Linked DNA regions of Sus scrofa: region 1 is linked to region 2. The links are chromatin contacts, called in public Hi-C maps. All regions are on one chromosome and are shown on one strand. Each heading gives the region's core, a stretch centred on a gene start, on an enhancer-like site or on the middle of the called end of the contact. The rest is flanking DNA. Distances are from core to core; before and after follow the strand shown. Region 1 holds the start of SHOC2 (leucine-rich repeat protein SHOC-2). Region 2 holds the start of DUSP5 (dual specificity protein phosphatase 5).

Region 1 (5,150 bases), core at 2,451-4,950, 440 kb after region 2:
CTTTTTAAGTAAATTCAGTCTACCTAGTGCAGGTTGTTGATGGGTATGACAGGAATGGGAGGAACAAAAAATGAAAAAATTTATCTTTTTGTCTTACCTAAGACTTACATGGTTGACTGATAGATGATCTTTCACATACGTTAGATTTCTGAATATAAACTAACATGAGAAAAAGGTTAAAGGAGAGTCCAAAGAAACAAAAATGTTTTTCAGCATACATGAAGTAGTAACATTCAAGTGGTTGCCCATATGCTAGCAGAGTGCTTAATTTTGATTGACAGTGTTCAACTGGAGATGCCAAATAACATCATATGTCAAGTAGTTAGAACTATAGGAGATTCTATTCTATCTGGCATCTGCTGGTAAAAGAATGTTGCAACAAGTTCAATTTGGCTAATTAATCCAGACTCATGTGAATAAAATGTGTGCTGTCTAGTTTCTGAAATGTGCCTGGGCCTAAGGAACTGCTCTACCTGGGTGAACCTGGATGATGCCATTGGTTCTGTTATACTCCAGTAGTAGACACTATTAAGTTAGTAGAAAATGACACATCCTACTCAAGCAAAATGACTTTTTCTAAATTTTTTTTTTAAATTCAGTACTTGGAAACAGTTCTAAAAATGTTAGCTATGAACTTTAAAAAAAAAGGTTAAGACTTTTTGAAAAAGGGTGCCTGAAGAACTTTTTATATTCTCAGCATTGTCAATATATGCTACTTCGATAGGAAACAAGGAAAGGGAAATAAAGAATTGTTTGACACTTCACTCAGATCTGCAAGCCTGATCCTCGGATTACCTGCATCAAAATCTCCTGGACTATTATTAAAAATTCAGATTTTTCTGGAGACTTCCCCAGACTCAGTGAATCAAAATCTCTTATTAAACTTGGAGAATCACTGTCATAGGTTCACTTGCTCATTCGATAAATATTAAATAAACATTTAATGCTATAATGTACTCAGATTGGACTGCTTTAGAAGTTACTAATAATAAATAACTACCGTGCACTAACTATATGCCATGTCTATAAACTATGCTAAAGAGTTATAGTTGACTCATTCTGTTCAACAATCCTAAAAGGTTTTATGGTCCTATTTATTTTTTATTTTTTTGCTATTTTTAGGGCTGCACCCTTGACATATGGAAGTTCCCAGGCTCGGGGCTGAATTGGAGCTCCAACCACCAGCATACACCACAGCCACAGCAACGCTAGATTTGATCTTTGCCTGCGACCTACACCACAGCTCATGGCAATGATGGATCTTTAACCCACCGAGTGAGGCCAGGGATGGAACCCACAACATCATGGTTCCTAGTCGTTTCCACTGTGCCACAATGGGCACTCCCATGGTTCCATCTAACAGATGATAAACAGAATGAGTAAACTGTCCAAAGTCATCACCTAATGAATGTTCCTATTCTTGAAACCCAGATCTGATTCTAAAATCTGTGGTCTTAATCGGTATATTATTTTGCCTTACTTGAATCTGGATAAACTTAAAACTGTTTCATAGTCCCACATGAACAAATTTCCTTCTATATAGGAAGTGACTGACAGAGTGCATTACTTAACTTTCAATACAAAGCCTTAAAACATTCTCTATCAATCTTAAGAGTTTTTGCCCTCCCAGAATATTTTCTTCTGTTCCATTAAGTGCATTTTCTTCCTTCTACTTATCTTTTGTGGTCAAATATAAGTCTAGGATAGGAGGACTACATACGCTAGGCAGTCTTGCGAGTTTTCCTTTTGTGATTCTGAAGTTCTGCAAACACTTCTCTATCCACTGGACAGAGAATGTTCCTAATGTATTAAATGTTAAGTATAATCTTGGTTTTGCAATTTTTAATAGGCTGTGATGAATACTACTGAAAAGCTATCACAAAAACACCAGGACCAATTAGGACTTGCAAGAGAATTTCAGGGAGAAAAATAACATTGCCTAAATTGGAATGTGGCCAGATGGCCAGCAGTTCCCTTAGTATCTGCTTTGATAACATCAAGATTCATCTGTATTTGAATTGCAGGGCCCACACATCTTTCATCAACCATCCTTGGGATGCCAGAAGTTGAAACTCATGAAACTGCTGACATCAGTACACTTTGCTGTAGATTACATTGCATCAGCGTCAAGTGTAGGCAAAGTAGCAGCAAAACTTTATTAAAGGTAGCCAGTCTATGTTGTCAGTGCAGGACACTAACGTACTCTACAAAGACAGGAAGATTAAACTCTTCTCTGTAGGACATCATAGAAGGGTGGTGTGCTGAGAAGTGGGATGGATTTAATGAGCAACTCATGGCATGGTAAATGTAGCTGCAGTTAGTCATGATTGGTAAAGTATAAATACTTTTAAGTAGTCTTGCAAAAAGTGTTAAACTGAATCTAATCATGCTTCCAGACCTACTTCTGATTTGTGAAAAATAAGAGGAGACATTCAAAAAGACCCCTGGCCTGAACTTTTCAAAATGACAATTTTACAAGGTAAAAAGAGATGGCGGAATGGTTCTAGATTAAGGCTAAAGAGTTATAATACCCTGGAGTTCCCGTCGTGGCTCAGTGGTTAACGAATCCGACTAGGAACCATGAGGTTGTGGGTTCGGTCCTTGGCCTTGCTCAGTGGGTTAAGGATCGGGTGTTGCCGTGAGCTGTGGTGTAGGTTGCAGATGTGGCTCAGATCCTGCGTTGCTGTGGCTCTGGCGTAGGCCGGCGGCTGCAGCTCCAATTAGACCCCTAGCCTGGGAACCCCCATATGCCACCGGAGCGGCCCAAGAAATGGCAAGAAGACAAAAAAAAAAAAAAAAAGTTATAATACCCAAATACAATATATAAACCATGACTGGACCCTGATATTTTTTGCAAGGAGGAGGTATAAAAGACATTCTTTGGTCAATGGGAAAATACAGATATATACACACTGGATTTTAAAGACTGAAGACTTATTAATCATAATGATATTTTGTTTTTGCAAGAAAACTTTATAATTCTTAGAAAATAAATACATGTTTAGGGATGCCTGCTTAACAACAGGTGTCTGCAACCTATTTCCCAATGGCTCAATAACAAAGTGTGTGAAAAGGGATAAAGTAAATATGGCACAATGTTAACAACTGTTGGATCTAGGCGAAAGGTATATGAATGTTTATCGTATTCTTTAAAAAAAATTTTTTTTTTTTTTGTCTTTTTGGGCCACAGCGGAGGCATATGGAAGTTCCCAGGCTAGGGGTCCAAACAGAACTGTAGCCGCCAGCCTACACCAGAGCCACAGCAAAATTGGATCTGAGCCAACTTGATATTACCAAGATGACTGACAATTGTCGACTCAAATCTACAGAAGGAACTACGATAATGTGTGATAACTCTTGTAAAAAAACCATATAAAATAATACATTTCATGAATATTCACAAACATTAAGTTGTTTAATAAACCATAGACATGCACAATGTGGACAGTATACTTTCATCCAGAACTGCAGTCAATGCTTACAAACCCCGAGAAGAGGAGAAACGAAGAAAAGGTTGAAAATTTCAGAATATGCAGACAGGAAGTGGGGAAATAAGGCTTCGAGATGTTGTCACAGTGGTAGGGTGACCATCTTTTTCCTTTATAGCTGGGGATGGAAAATGATTTCCTCAAGCTCCAGAATTCTCCGACCTTAAAGGTCAGAGGGTGAAAGTGCTTAACAGAACTTGCTGGGGCGTGGTCAGGAGATCCACTTTGCTGGAGTTAGGGGCCCCTCCCGTCCCAGCTGGCTGCAGCGGGGCGAGGGAAGCCGGTAGAGCGGCCTCACCCCACAGGGAGCCTCAGAGGGGCGGAGGGAGGGCGGGCCGCCATCGGACCAGCCCGGAAAGAAAACCTATTTCCAGCGGAAGAGGCTTTGAGCCCGGCTCGCCTCCTCAGCGCTCCGTTTCCCAGGGGCCGTCGGGCCCGCACGGGCCTGACCCACGGTTGGAGACCAAGGGACACTCACCTCACTTTGCGACTCCTGTCGGAATGGGTACTCCCTGGGGAAAGGGGGGCGCAAGCTATTCCCATGCTTCCGCCATGACCCCTTTCAGAAGTGTCAAACGCAACTTCCGGGCAGGACAGGGATTTTCGGCGCCGTAAACTCTTGTCCACCTAGGTAAGTGACCAGATGTCCCAGCAAAATAAGGGCCAGAAAAGCCGCTTCCTCTATCCCCCCAATCTTGGAAAGTAGTCTGGAGTATGAATTAACTTGTTTAATATGGGATGTCTGGTTACCTTCGGTACTTTTTGGGGCCTACTTACAGATGCGTGTCTTCCCTGACGGCTCAACTGTTGCCCAGGGCAACTATAAGATTGGGCGAAGGGAAAATTACGTCACACAGGAGACCGGAGGCGAGGAAACTTCCGTTGCCATTATCAGATATGGCTGCCTTAGCGTCAACAGTAACTTCCGTTGAGAGTTGTCTCTCTACCCTGCTGGAGGGTCTCTCGGTGACCCAGCTAGCCAGCGGCGCCCAGTGGGCGGGAGAAAGGGCATAGAAGAGCTGAGGAAAGGAAAAGGGCGGGGAGAGTAAGAGAGAGAGAGAGAGAGGGAGAGAGAAAGAGAAGCTGGAGCTAATGCCTCACTCTGATTGGGTAGCGTCGCTGGCGACAGTACCTCACTCTGATTGGGCAGCTTCTGTTGCCCTGGCCCCGCCTGTTTTTCTTCCCCAGCGATTGACCGGCCTGCGCCGGAGGGGTGGGGCGGGGCGGTAGCAACGAGTGTGTGTGGAGGGGCGGGCGGGGCGGGGCGGGGCGAGTGGGGGAGGGGCGGGCGGGGGGCGGCGGTTGGGCAGCGTCGCTTCCAAGGAGGAGGAGGAAGGGCGAGCTAGGAGGATGGCGGAGTCGGGGCTCCTGACGGTAACCAGGGGCCGCTGAGGCGGGAGGGTGCTTGTTGGCCGGTTCTTCCTGCCTTCCTTCCTGCCGGTCGGGCGGGCTGTCGGTAGGGGGAAGCCCCGCGCGTCCTGACAGGCGCTAGCTGGCGGGGCCGGGGCGAGGCCCGAGGGGCCGGGGCCCTGGGAGGCGCCGCCGCCGCCGCCGCTTTCCTGGGTGCTGTCGCCGGGAGGGCCGGGCCCACGGAGCCGTCTCTCGTACGGGCCCGTAGCCTCTCGCCGAGAGCGAGCCGGCCAGCTGACAGCGTCCGGGGCC
Region 2 (4,894 bases), core at 1,787-4,286:
ATTCCTCTACAAAGGAATGGGGGAGGCTCTCAAGGCCTTTGGGGGGGGCAGTAAAATACTGGGCAAGTTTAGGAAATGGGTAGTTCCATGTGACTGGAGCCTTGGGTGGGAAGAATAAAGAAGAAAAACAAGGTTAGGGGTGGGTTATGGCCAACTGGCCAGAACAAGGACCTTGGTGTTCCACTAAGGAATCCGGATTTTACGTCAGTGCGTAGGTGTTTCTGAGGGTTTTTGAGCAGAGAAGGTGGGCTCTATGCTCTGAGCTAAACTTAAAAAGATCACATTGACGAGGGCAAGAGAGCAAGAAGATGGCTTAGAGATTGGGAAACAGGATGCTACTGTAGGGCCCAGTAGGGGTGGCAGTGAGGGTGGGCAGAGATAATGGGACCCTCTATTTATAGCCGTGGGCAGCACTGGCTACATAATTTGTGGGTCCCAGTGCAAAGGGTCCCTTCTCCAAAAATTATTAAAGAATTTCAGGAGAGTGACAGGAGAGCATTAAACAAAGCACAGTGCCCTTTTAAGTTATGGCCCCATGTAGCTACAAAGGTCACCCACACACCAAGCTGGCCTCGGCCACAGGACTAGAAAGTGTAGATTAAGAAAGAGATCTGGAGAGCAGAGTCCTGGGAGTTGGTGATCTGTTGGGCATGGGAAGTGACAGAGCAGTCAGCTGAAGGTTGACCTTCCTATACTGCTTGCCAGGCCACCCCACCACTACCCAGTGGGTGGCCCATGATCAACTCTCCTTTATTAATATGTCTAAACCTCACCACTACCACCCCACCCCCACTACCCACCCAGATCTGTTCCTGTAGGGTCCCTATCTAAAGGTGTCACCATTCACTCAGCCACCGTCCACTCCTCTCTCCCCATCCCATCCCTTCCGGCAATTTACTTCCTAAATGTCTCTCCCATCTGTGTGGCCTCTTCAATTGCTGCTATCACTGCCAAGTTCCGGCAGGCCCTTATCAGCTCAGGCCTGGATTACCCACAAAAGCCTCCTATCTGTCTCCCGACTCCGGTCTGGACCCCACCCCCACTCACATAAAACATCCCTCCTCCACAGTGCCACCTCAGTGAGGTCCCCAAATGCTCACCTGACCAGGTCACCGAGTAACACCCTTCATCCAGGGCTGCCCCAGCCAAAGGATAAGAATCCAAATGCCTTAAATGGCACCCAAGTCCCTCTGTCACCTGACCCTGCCTAATTTTCTAATAAATGCCAGAAATGCCTTAGTCTCCCACGTACCTCCAGCACATACCATGCTCAGCTCTCTTTTTTTTTTTTTCTCATTTACCTCCAGCAGTTTTCTCTGCCTGGAATGCCCTCCACCCTCCCCCTCCATGGCTTGGCTCACCTCAATTCATTCTTTTAAGTTCACCTCAGCTTCCTCTGCTCTGGGAGGTCTTCTCCAGGGCGCCATTCCAGCCCCACCTTGCAGACCGTGGATGTTCTTCTGCACTGACCACAGGATCTTAAAGTGGCCTGTGACTAGTCTAAGCCTCCTCTCTGAGCAGGGGGCAGCTGGAGAGAGTGAGCCTGCTTACTTTAGTTTCTAGCAACCAATACAGAGCCTGGCCATGTGGGTGCTCCATGTGTGTGGAGGTTGGTCTTAGGTTGAAATGTCAGGGGGTGGATGGTTCTGGTGACACTGGAGGAGGAGCAGAATGCAGGGAAGGCTGGCACGGATAATCCCCAAAAGAAAGAAAACCCTTGCTCTGCCTACAACACATATTAATTAAGATGCCACTGACAGAGCAAGGACAGCACCTCTTAACAGAGGGCAGCTGAGACCCAGAGGCAATAGCTGGCTATCTGTGCCTGGTTTGATTGCATTTGATTTCAGAATTTGATTTCTGCTTCCTCCTAAAAACCTCATTCCCTCTGTTGGTAGTAAACAAGCCCCTCCTGGTGTTTCCATCAGGCAGCCTCCTTCCTCATCACACTCACGACAAAATGGTTGGTCCTGATTTTGGGATAGAAGCTTGTTTCCCTCATGCATGTCCCTGCAGCTGGTAGGGCACAAAGCTGACCCTCACTAAATACTTGCTGAATGGGTGAATCACGTCCAGTTCCCCAAGATTGGGGATGGGAAGCCTGAACTGCTGGGGACTGGTGGGGTCAGACAGCCTGAGATTATACTTGATCCACAGATAATCCCTCAAATCCAGAAGCCACCTGGACAGTTGGCTGTGCTGAGCTCCATCAACAGCGCATGTTGATGCTGCAGCTGAACTCAGGACGGATTTTCTGGGAGGCAGAGAAGAGTTTCTCAAAAACAATTATTCTAATTATTATTGGGAGTGTGACAAAGGACCATCAATCCTTTGAGGGCAGAATCCATTTGGGGAGATTAATTTTTGGCTCTTCTCTCTCCATTTTTACTTCTAGGTACTTTTCTTATGGGAAATTTCAAAATATAAAGGAAAGTAGAGTAAACAATATAATGAATCCCCAGGTACCCATCACCAAGCTTCAATGATTACCAAAACAAGCCCAATCTTCAGTCATCAATAGCCCAGCCCTTGGAGCAAATTCCACCATCATCTCATTTCCCGCGTAAAGACCCGTAAGGATCGAAATCTACTTCTGACTCATCTGGGGGCACTAGCCGAGGGCTCCCCTTGCTCTCCCTACAGCAGTGCCTGGCATGGCCCCCAGCAGGTTCTGAACCTACGTCTATGAAACTCAAAGCCCGCTGGTGCGGCGCCGGCTCTGCCTCCTCCGCTTCCTCCTCTTCCCGCACAGCGTGGGTCACCTCGGCCTCGTGGCGTTCCTGACACCCCACCGTCAGTCCCCGGTGATGCGCGAGTGAGTGTCTCCGCGCAACGCCACAGAGAGCACAGGAGGCGCCTTCCACTTCCTCTTTCTCCGGCTGACTAACGCTTGGCGACCGCCCCGCGCGTCCCGCTCCCTGGGGGCGTGGCCACAGCCCGAAGGGGCGGGGAAATACCCATATTTGGCCTTATATGGGCAGCCACGTCATAGGCCACACACCCATTCGCTTAAAACCCAGCGCCGCCGGCGGAATCCCCGGCTTCTGGGGCGGCGAGTGGCCGGGCCGGGCGCCGAGCGTAGGGGGCGGGAAAGAAGAGTTGAGCTGCCGCTCCGGCGCCGGGCTCGGTCGGCCGGCCGCAGCCCCGCGGGTTGCCCTCCCGGGCCTCGCTGGCCGGCATCCTGGCCGTCGGCACCTGCGGGGTGCCCGGCGCGCGGCCGCTGGGCGGCGGCATGAAGGTCACGTCGCTCGACGGGCGCCAGCTGCGCAAGATGCTCCGCAAGGAGGCGGCGGCGCGCTGTGTGGTGCTCGACTGCCGGCCCTACCTGGCCTTCGCCGCCTCCAGCGTGCGCGGCTCGCTCAACGTCAACCTCAACTCGGTGGTGCTGCGGAGGGCCCGCGGCGGTGCGGTGTCGGCGCGCTACGTATTGCCCGACGAGGCGGCGCGCGCGCGGCTGCTGCAAGAGGGTGGCGGCGGCGTGGCGGCCGTAGTCGTGCTGGACCAGGGCAGCCGCCACTGGCAGAAGCTGCGCGAAGAGAGTGCCGCGCGCGTCGTGCTCACCTCGCTGCTCGCCTGCCTCCCCGCCGGCCCGCGAGTCTACTTCCTCAAAGGTGAGTGAGCCAGGGCCGCGGATCCCCCGTCACTCTACCTGACTCCTCGCCGGGACGGCCCCGGACTCTGAAGTCGCCTTCTGGCGCCGGCCGCCCTCCTCCACCCTGGAACCCGGGAAGTTCTCCACTGGCGGGAGTCTGCACCCTGGGGCTTGACGTGCTCCGGGGAGGGCACCGCCAATGTCAGCGCTCACGGCTTTCCCCTCCCCACCCGCGTTCCTCGAAAGCGCCTGACGGTCTGCCCGCCGGGGAAGATGGGGTCGCTTACGCAGCTGGGGGCCCGCTGGCTTGTGCTGGGCAGTGGCCCCGTTTCCTGGCGCGGGCTTACCCGCTCTCGCTGGGGCCTATGCTCCGGAGCCGTCCTAATGGACGGACCTGGCGGAATCCGCAGGTCGGGACCACCCCCTCCCCCAGGAGCGTGGCGCCGCGGTGTCCCCTTTCCTCCCTCCTGGACAATTAACCTACGTTAGGCTGTGTCTTCATCGACCCTCTTGCCTTTTGACCCTGGCAGTCCCTCCCCTTCCTTTCCATTTCATTTTATTGCTTTTTATTGTCCCTCAGCTTCCCCTTCTCGCCTCCAGGCTTTTCTCTAGCTCAGTTTGGAGCTGACAGCCTTCCCATCTCTTCCACCTTCTCGTCCCCTTCCTAGACGGGTCGTGGCCCAACCCAGCGACCCTAACGCTGTCTGCCAGCGCGGGGGAGGCTGGCCCAGCGAGCCAGGACCTAGGAGAGGTGCCACAGGGTGGTTGCGAAGGGGGTTGTGTCGCCTTTTATTTGAAACTCTCAAAAGCTGTGTCACCAGTCTGCCCATTACACCTTCTGGGGGCAATGGCTTCGGTGGTGAGTGGGTAATTTACTCTCAAACTCCAGAGCATGGATTTCTGGATCACTTGGTATGACTGCTGCCGCCTGTTTTTGAGTCCTTTGGAACCTCAGATGTATGGAAGGCTTAGCTTGTAGGGCAGAGATGAGGACTTAGCCCAGGCCGTTCTCCAAGGCCCAGCCTTGAGATGTAATTCCTCAAGGGGGCACCTTGAAATGTAGCATTGATATGGTTCTGAACTCAGGTGCAGTGAGCTGAGAGAGGGAGGGCGCTATTTTAAAACAATGCAACTTGGGCAATTTTACACACTCCAGGCCGGAAGATTCAGAGGCACAGGGGCAGCTCCCAACTCTATTAGCACCTCTTGCAGACTGTCCCCTGTTGCTTCCTCTTAGGGAAACAACAGGGTCAGAAGATGATAATCTTCCTCCCCTAGCCAACCACAGCCCCCAGGAGATGG

What was found. A called contact is a pair of places that touch in the nucleus more often than the background predicts.
Region 1: a Hi-C map of subcutaneous adipose tissue shows a contact between it and region 2, with 2.6 times the contacts expected there. The contact joins the promoter of SHOC2 here to the promoter of DUSP5 in region 2. A contact is called at or near these places in 1 of 47 Hi-C or Micro-C datasets (subcutaneous adipose tissue) and 1 of 2 datasets of contacts at active chromatin or transcription factors (alveolar macrophages).

What each region holds. Positions count from the first base shown.
Region 1 is chr14:121,344,238-121,349,387 of Sscrofa11.1, forward strand. SHOC2 (leucine-rich repeat protein SHOC-2) reads left to right here and starts at 3,701. Exons shown (of 9, transcript XM_005671457.3): 1 at 3,701-4,119. BBIP1 (BBSome-interacting protein 1) reads right to left here and starts at 4,105. Exons shown (of 4, transcript XM_013983731.2): 1 at 3,967-4,105.
Region 2 is chr14:120,903,304-120,908,197 of Sscrofa11.1, forward strand. It overlaps DUSP5 (dual specificity protein phosphatase 5), which reads left to right and starts at 3,037. Exons shown (of 4, transcript XM_003359366.4): 1 at 3,037-3,611. The coding sequence starts at 3,233. It overlaps LOC110256730 (a long non-coding RNA gene), which reads right to left and starts at 2,963. Exons shown (of 4, transcript XR_002338641.1): 1 at 1,101-2,963.